Regions from separate parts of the Mus musculus genome. Here region 1 is linked to region 2. A link is a contact called in public promoter capture Hi-C data. All regions are on one chromosome and are shown on one strand. Each heading gives the region's core, a stretch centred on a gene start, on an enhancer-like site or on the middle of the called end of the contact. The rest is flanking DNA. Distances are from core to core; before and after follow the strand shown.

The links. Capture Hi-C pulls out chosen DNA fragments and counts their contacts.
Region 1: a contact with region 2 is called in a promoter capture Hi-C map of liver, with 2.4 times the contacts expected there. The contact joins the promoter of Tnfaip1 here to the promoter of Crlf3 in region 2. A contact is called at or near these places in 1 of 39 promoter capture datasets (pre-B cells), 1 of 115 datasets of contacts at active chromatin or transcription factors (astrocytes) and 1 of 9 other capture datasets (liver).

What each region holds. Positions count from the first base shown.
Region 1 is chr11:78,534,664-78,539,000 of GRCm38.p6, forward strand. It overlaps Tnfaip1 (tumor necrosis factor, alpha-induced protein 1 (endothelial)), which reads right to left and starts at 1,597. Exons shown (of 7, transcript NM_001159392.1): 1 at 1,423-1,597. It overlaps Ift20 (intraflagellar transport 20), which reads left to right and starts at 1,698. Exons shown (of 6, transcript NM_018854.5): 1 at 1,698-1,913; 2 at 3,847-4,075; 3 at 4,171-4,299. The coding sequence starts at 4,173.
Region 2 is chr11:80,078,316-80,082,775 of GRCm38.p6, forward strand. It overlaps Crlf3 (cytokine receptor-like factor 3), which reads right to left and starts at 2,676. Exons shown (of 8, transcript NM_018776.2): 1 at 2,469-2,676. The coding sequence starts at 2,597.

The DNA of each region.
Region 1 (4,337 bases), core at 347-2,846, 1.5 Mb before region 2:
ACATTTTGGGGACAGTAGTGACATGGCGGCGGGTATATAGGAAGAAGAGGGAGGATGGTCTGGCAGGAAGCCAGAGAAGACAAGTGCTACATGAGAAGGAAGAGCTGGGGTTTATGGGAATTGCAACAGACTTTGGGGTCGGGGAAGGCTTTTAGCAGGGGAGTGATGTGATCCAAGGACAACTTGATGCTGTGTGGGATGCAAAAGTACATGAAAGGAAATGGGAAAATCAGAGGAAGGACTGGTCCAGGCAAGTGATGATAAAGGCTTACACCACAGAAGCAATGCTGTAAACAGAAACAACAACAACAACAACGCCCCAAAGTGGAACCAACCTCTTTAATACCGGAACACTCAGTCGTTTCCTGTTATTCCTCATGTTTTACAGGTAAAACCCACAACACTGGTCCTCAAACAAGAATTAAGTATATACATCAGCTTGCTAAACTAAAACTGACCCTGAAGAGATTTCAGTATGTCCTTGGAATGGTCGGGAGTGGGGGGCTTTCAGGAAGGTCTATATTGGTGCTATATTAAGTAGCATATCCTTTTGATGGCTTAATTGCTTTCAGTGATGGAACATGGAGGAAACGAGCTCCGGGAGTCTGACAGTAACACTACAATGCTAGACTGGTGAGCGACTGACCGCCTTACCTCAAAGCGGGAAAAAAATCAACTCCTCAACAAGTTTTAGCAAGTTCCTCACATACTTTGTGTGCAGTCCCATTTCCCCAGAATCAAGGAAGCACATAAACACGTTCTGCCAAATCAAAGAAACCCAAGTGACTAGGCTTGCCAACTGAGGAAGTCAAATCCGGAGCTAATCTATTCTTTTCCTCCTAAGAGCTACTTTGAGTCCTAGATGACGTCAGACCAGATTCCACCCAGACCAATTAGGTCCAAGAGTCCAATGGCAGGTGACGCCCTAGAAAGAAATTTCTGAGAGGATGAAGTTTCCACTGATAGTTTCAGGGCTCTTTCCTCAGGACTTCGCCTGTGGATAGAGGGGTAATCCTGGGGCTGGGGAACATACACGTGTCTCTATGGGAACCTAATGCGAAGCCAAGCAGAACAAAGCGCAAACGATCACGGTAGTTCAAAGACTTGGGGTTCTAAAGGAAGGACACGAGGTACGGCGAGGTGGGAAGGCTGATTTTGGCAAGAAAGGTCAGAAATCGTGGAAGCGGCTCTTATGTTTCACCCAAAGGCTCTCCAGTGGAAATGGAGAAACATCCCATGTCTCTCGTTGCAGTGTAGGCTGCTCTCCCGCCACACCCCTCCTCTTCTGAAAAACTGAGATCCGTGGTGCCTCCCATCCCCAGAAAAGACCTGAACTTCATCCCCGCGCGCCATCCCGTGCCTTTTGCCCAGGACTCAGCAGAGCCTGTCCTTCCCCTCTGCACCCGCACCTCTGGCTCTCACCGTCCGCGGGGACGCCTCTCCGAGTCTCAGTCAAGTAGCAAGCGGACTCGGTGCCACCTCTGGCCTGCGGCTGCCTGCAATCTCGGCTGTGAGCTCACATCCTGCGCCCGCCGACTCCGGAGTTACAGCCCAACCCTACAGATCGGGAAAGAGACTACAAGACCCGGCATGCACAGCGCGCGAGCTAGCAGTGGGTCGAAAACTTGACGTTTGACTTCCTTCTACTTCCGGGTTCGGGAACAAATCTACTTCCCGTGTCGTAGTCCCCGCCCCCTGAGCAAAGGCTTCTGGGCCTAGTGGGCAGTTATCGCGTGTTGCATCTATTTCCCAGCAAGCACCGCAGGGTGGGCGGATGCTGGTGCTTCTGGACTCGGGGGTGACGTGTGGCTCCTAGATCTTGTCTCCGTGGCAGCAGCCGGTTGCAGTTGCCGGAGAGAAGCTTCTACCGACAGTCGTCAGGGCCGCAGAGCGCTGCCGAGGCGGCTCGTCAGGTAGGTCGGGGACGTGGAGGACTTGGGACGGGAGGAGGCCGACGTGACCCAGCGCCGAGGATTGGCTGGACCGGGTGGAAAGCGGCGGTTTCCCTACCTCGGAGTTTTTAGGGATCGGGTTTACACTCAGCTCAGCCTGGCTCCCTCGATGTCACCGGTGAACCGAGGTTCGGACATTGCAGGAGTATAATTTAGTAAAGACAGCCGCGCCATTTGCCCAGTTCTTCCTGTGTCTACGCCTTCTCCAAACTCCACAGCTACAACTATTTGTTGTGCCTGCGGACCTGGGAGAGCCAGGGAGCGTAGAGCCAGGCACAGCCTTCATGCTTAGGAAACTCAATCCCACGTTCCTGGAGCATATTTGTGGTGGGAGTTAGGGGTGGGCTGGGGATCTGATAGCCCGCTATGTACCATATCTATCTTACCCATCTCTTTAAACTGTCCTTTCCAGCCATACTCTCGGTCCAATCCAGATCCATGGCAATCGTGTTTGGCTCCTTTCTTCACTTTTCTCCAAAGTGCTGCATTAAGCATTACTAAATTCTGTCAATTCAGACATCATCTGATCTCTGAACTCCCGTTCGGCTTCAAATCTTTTCTTCTGTTACAGCCTTCTGTTTCCACATGAATTCATTCATTCTGCAAACATTATCAGAGTGCCACTTACCTGCAGGCAGCCTGCTTAGAGATGCTTGGCTCACAGTGAGAAATTTGGAAAGGACGCCTCTATTCTGCTCTTCCCTGTTCCCTCTGTTTGGCCAAGGCAGTGAGTGATCTTTCCAACTCTGATCAATAAGCACTGCCGAAATCCACTGCTAGCGGTTATCATTATAAAAAATAATCCAAGTTCAGCTGGGTGTGGTGGCGCATGCCTTTAATCCCAGCACTTGGGAGGCAGAGGCAGGTGGATTTCTGAGTTCGAGGCCAGCCTGGTCTACAAAAGTGAGTTCCAGGACAGCCAGGGCTACACAGAGAAACCCTGTCTCGACAAACAAAACAAAACCCAAGTTCATTTACTCATCCAGCTATAGCCGGTTGCCAGCCTTGCTCCCTCTTGCTGTTTTGATCCCAGGACCCTTTGTGTCAAAATCTTCCAGCCTTAGGACGCCCCCATATGCTTTTCCCTATGCCCACAATGTCCCTCTCCCTTCTCTTAGAAGATTTTCTGGACGTGTTTAGGTCCCAGATTGTTTTTTCTGAAGGCTTTTGTTGACCTCTCTGCCTACTTGAGTTATGTCCTCCTGTAGAATCCTGACAGAGCACTGAGCGCTGTTCCTCATACCCTGATCACAGTTTGTGTTTATTTGCTTACTGTCTGTCTAGAGACACTATGTTCACTCTGTCCTTGGAGCTGGGATTCAATAAGGGTTTTTGTTTTTGATAAATGCATGTTAACTCAGAAGGCAGTAGGAGTTCAAACAAGTGTTTGCAGTCTCATGTCATATGAACTCTTCCATAGGACCTGGTCCAGTTAGTCCCTAGGAGCTCTTAAATACTCAAACTATCCAACTAGAACAACACAGGAAGGCAATTGTTTTTTTGTTTTTTGTTTTTTTGAGACAAGGGCTTGTGTAGCACAGGATAGCCTGGAACTCAGTATGCAGCCCAGGTTGGTCCTAAACGTGTGTCAGTCTTCTAGCAACACAGTGAGTTGCTAGAATTAGAGTCACGCATGACCATAGCTAGCTTTTAACTCTCATTTTAAAATTCATCCTTTTTGTTTTGTTTTGTTTTTCATTTCAGGGCATGCATTTGAAAAGCCTTTTTGGGACCTTAAACAGGGATTTATGACTATGCTTTTATCTCGCTCGCAGCTTAGGCCAGATACACCCAAGTGAACTGAAATTGTCTTTTCTCCTTGCTTAGTGATATTTCTGTAAAAATCACTTGATGCAATATAATCCTTCAGGTTCACGTGTCTGTTTTCCTCCAGCTAAGCTGTGCTGCTCCAGGGCAGGCACCATGTTGCATTCATCTTTACGCCCAGCATCTAGCAGTGTCGGCATGTAGTAGGCACTCAAGAAATGTATGTTGAATGAACGATGTCTGTGACAAGCAACTGGACTTTCCTCTTTCCTGACCCTTGCTCCTATGACATACCTCCTGATTGCCACTGTCACCCCTTCAAAGCAGACCTCTAGGGCTTCCTGGAAGGGAAACAGGTGAGGCTGAGAGCTGGAGGCAGAGGGATGGGTGTATGAGGAGGGCTGGGGTGGTGTCTGGGATGAAATTCAGGTCGCTGCTGGTTTCTCTGCAGCTATGGCCAAGGACATCTTGGGCGAGGCAGGGCTGCATTTTGATGAACTGAACAAGCTCCGAGTGTTGGACCCAGAGGTCACCCAGCAGACTGTGGAGCTCAAGGAGGAGTGCAAGGACTTTGTGGACAGTGAGTACCATCTGGAGACACAGTGTTGTTCTGCTTTG
Region 2 (4,460 bases), core at 1,426-3,925:
CTACAAATCTGAACAAGCACAATGGGCTAGAAGTAGCTGTGGTAACTTGAAACTGGAACAAAACAGACTCCAGCTGAAGAGGAGACTGACACCACTATTACTTAGCATAAGCAGTACCGCCGTCACCAAAAATCTAAACTGTGATGAATGCGCTGTGTCGAGCAGGAGACGAGGGCTCTCAAAAAGAAAACAAATGAAAACCACAGTGAACCAAACTCATTATCAGAGTATGTTCTGAATTTAAATTATTGGATTCAAAACTTAACTGTTCAAGAGGTAGTGAGTGCAGTTTCCCAGTAAGTCTAAAGCACTGGATTCCATCACCAACACAATGGATAAAGAAATAATAAGTAAATGTAAAATGAAAGAATATAAGTTTAACTTTCCTTTTCAGGGCTGTAGATCGATTAGGCAAGTATCACGGAGCCATAATCATACATCTAGGTTTGGCAAATGAACATCTAACTATCTAGGGTGGGAATCACTCAAAAACTGCACTCAACACACACACAAGACATTAATAAGTACTACACCCAGTGCTTACCTCATTCTTCTAGTGCCAACCCTAATGCCTCTTAATTGCTGAGGGAGCTGAACAACAGCCATGCTCGTGTGTAAGATATATGAACTGGCTGACACATTAGTCATTTATTACAGGGTACTTTAGCCAAGAATGGTGGAAACATGCCTGTTATCCCAGTACTCCAGAGGCTGAGGCTGGAGGATTTCCAGCTGTTGCCAGCCTTGGTTGGCTACATGGTGAGTCCCAGGATAGCCTTGGCTACTTAGCAAGATCTTGTTTGTTTGTTTGTTTTAAAAAAAAAGGAGATGGCTCAGTGGTTAAGGGCACTGATTGCTCTTCCAGAGGTTTTGAGTTCAATTCCCAACAACCACATGGTGGCTCACAACCATCTGTAATGGGATCTGATGCCCTCTTTTGGTGTGTCTGAAGATATCAACAGTGTGCTCATATATAAAAAAATAAATAAATTTAAAAGAAAAAAAAAAACCTGAGTGGTGGAGGCTAGCAAATATTTGAGTTCAAGGCCAGCCTCGTCTACAAAGCAAGTTCCAGGACGGTCAGAGCTACACAGAGAAACCCTGTTTCAAAAAAAATAAATGAATAATTAAAAAATTAAAATTTAAAAATGTTCGAGGGGGTGGTGTGGGAGGTGACTAAGATAAAATACACTGTATGCATACATGAAATTCACAGACTAAGCAGTACTATATAAAAGAGGGTATTTTAAACCTTTTTTTTTTAAATCCTAGATTTTCAACATTTATTTCAAAATAGCAGAAGGAATAATGCAGATTCTTTCCAAAGGAAATCCAGATGTCTGCATTGGAAGACCTTGAAAGTATTCACCAAATCAGGTTTAAATCATAAGTCGTATCTGGATTCTGATCCTAGTTCTAGCTCAACTGTTGATGCCTGGCCTACACCAGCTCTAGAGAGGTTTAAATTATTAGCAATGACAATATTCGAAGATTATCGCAGCACTACTTCACCATTTTCTGCTTCGGCACAGCAGCACTGGAGTTACCAGTGTGACGGTACCCTACAAAACTAGGCCTAGAGAAATTCTAATGAATTTCCATTTCCTCAAAAAGCATTAACTAAAGCACTTAATAGTAATGTGAGGATTATCTATCTTATCTAGCATTAGCAGGGGCTTATATCTTTTTCTGTATACCTTTGAGAGTGGAGAGGAGCCATGTGGCTTTCCGCTATCTCTGTTCGACCTTTCCTTGTGGAGAGATAACTGCAGTACTTGAAAGTGTATTTAGCCTCTTCTATTACCAGTCCTCTCTTAAAATCTGTTTTTCCATTTCCCTTCACCTTTGTATACCCTCCCTGAAACATCTTGTTTTGCTCCTTCTGCCCTTCAACATCCTTCACCTTCAGTTCTAGCCTGTCTAGAGATTACTCTAAAAGGTTGTTCAAGGCGTTCGGGATCTTGTGAGATGTTCAAATAACAACCCCCCCCCCCCCCCGTCCCCATTCATTCGGCATTAAGGTCACTGCTGCTCAACCTCTCCATTTCTCCTTACTTCTTCCCTCTCCCTCTACTTCGTCTCCACCTTTACTGTCCCCAGGTCAGTGCCCTCAGGCTTTCTAAACCGAGTTATCTGTCGCAGGTTTCCCCTGACTATGCCCTCTTCCTCCCAACTCTCTTTTCCGATCTTCACTCTGCGATCCCTCGGGTTTTGCTCCCGTGGTTCATCCTCGGACACCACCCCTACGCTCACCAAGTGCCCCGCGAGGCGGCTCAGGAGCGCTCCCCAAACTCTTTCTCAGTCCGCCAAACTTATCTTTCCCTTGAAGAACTCTGCAGGACCCACCTCCCCATGTCACGTCTCCCACAGGTCTGCGACCCACTTCCTCTGCTGAGCCTCGGGGCGCCCCCGCCGCGCGCGCCCACCCTCCGGCCCGCGCCCTCTAAGGCCCGCAGCGGCCCTCCGACCTGCCTCTGCGCCTCCCGCAGCCCCTGCAGCCGCTGGCCCAGCTCCCGCCGGTAGCTCTGCGCCGCCTCCACGTTCTCGCGGGCTTCCTGAAGCAGCACCTCGGGCTCCGGCTCCATCGCGCCCTTCATCTGGTCGCGCGGCCCGCCGGATTCCCGACTGCGCCTAGCTCCCGCGAGCGACCCCGAGCGGCCTCGCGCAGCGGAAGCGCCGCCCCGCCCTGCCCTGTCCTTCACGCCCCGCCCCCGCTGCCGCTTGATTGACAGACGCCGGGGGGTGGGGGTGGGGGGGACACAGGCACTAATGGCGCCTTGGTCTGAGTGAGTGAAACCTGCTGCGCCGTCTGCTCAGCTCCTCCTCCGGCCTCTTTGCTGCGCCCGCCTGGACACTTCCTCAGGAAACAAGTGGAGGCTAGAGTAGAAACACGTGAACACGTCTCTAAGTGCTTCCCACTTCTTATCTTACTGCACTACTTATCTGCCCTGCACAGTGGAGGAAGTGGAGGGACACAGAGGGGGGATCTACTCTCCTAAACTCAGTGCATGATCTCCAGGGCCGAGGCTACAGCTCTGGGCCTTAAATCGTCGCTGTACTACCTTCCTAGTAAATGCCAGCTGAGGCGGGAATTTTGGGAGGATACTTGACCCAGGCGCCACTACCTAGATACTCTTAGGAGGGAGGTGAAAGAGAGAGAGAGGCCCAAGTGATGACCAGCTGTACAGCAATCTTGGCAGAAGGCCAAGGCGAATGATGGCACGTTTTCTTCGGTAAGGGCCTCCCGATAAATATCTGCTGGCATGTGATAAAGTGTATGTTTCGCTGTATTAAGTAAATGGGTGTGACCATGTATAGTAAAAACAAGAGGAGCCGCTTGCTCCTGTGTTTCAGCCCTAAGAGAGGCCGGGGAAGGAGGGTTGCTTGGAATGGGGAGCAAAAAAGGCAGATTGGACAACAAGGATGTAAAAATAAACCTTTCAATACAGAATTTTAGATATGGCATAATAACTTTCACGTGTCACAACATGGTCTTTGTAATTTTCCCCCCAAACTATTAAAACGGTAAAAAGTGATCTGCTGAAAAGCCACACTAAAACTGGTTGGATTTGAGTCCTTAAATGAGCCATAAGCCCAAGGTGTGTAAATTGTCCTCAGCAGGATCAGACACGGTACAGGATTGTCTCAGGATTATGCAATGGATCTGTATTAGAGGCCAGATCGAAGATGTTCCAGGTCAGACTGTTCTTCCCACATGGGCGAAACATAGGGGCATACCCTCTACTCCCAGCTCTTGGGAAGATCTGGAACTCAGAACAGTTATCTGGTTGTTACGTAGTGAGTCTGGGAGAAACGTGAGTGATATAAAACACTGTCTGGAAAAAAAAAAAAGACACTTTCAAAAGTAGGGAGGGGGAGTTCCAGGCCAGCCTGGTCTATAAATAAATAAATAAATAAATAAAGTGGGGAGGGGAAGGAAGAGAGGAGAAGAAGAAATAAAAGAATACTTGAAAATAAGGAAAACAGCTGGGCAGTGGTGACAAACCCCTTTAGTCCCAGCCAGTGACAGGTAAATCTTTTGAGTTTGAGGCCTAAAGACTGAGTTCCACAATGGCCAGGGCTACACAGAGAAACCGTAATCTTCAAACAAACAAACAAACAAAAAATGAATAAATAAAATAAGAAAGTAAAGAAAATAGAAGGAAGCCCTTTTGAAAGAAAAATGGAGAGAGTGGCCAGAAGAGCTGTTTTTATCCTAAAGATAACATAGCCTAATACTTAGTAAATAGTTGGTATCTGCTAAATGAATTAAGGCATTAACCATGCGAGTAGAAAACAGTAGGACAAAGTAGGAAAGACAAACTTAAGGATAGGAGTAGGAGGAGAGTCTAATAAATATATGGACAAGAGTTGCTGAAAAGATAGAACAGAATACTATATTTGCAGGTAAAGTTTGGAAGGAACTACAGAGATGCCTCAGTGGTTAAGAGCTTTGATTG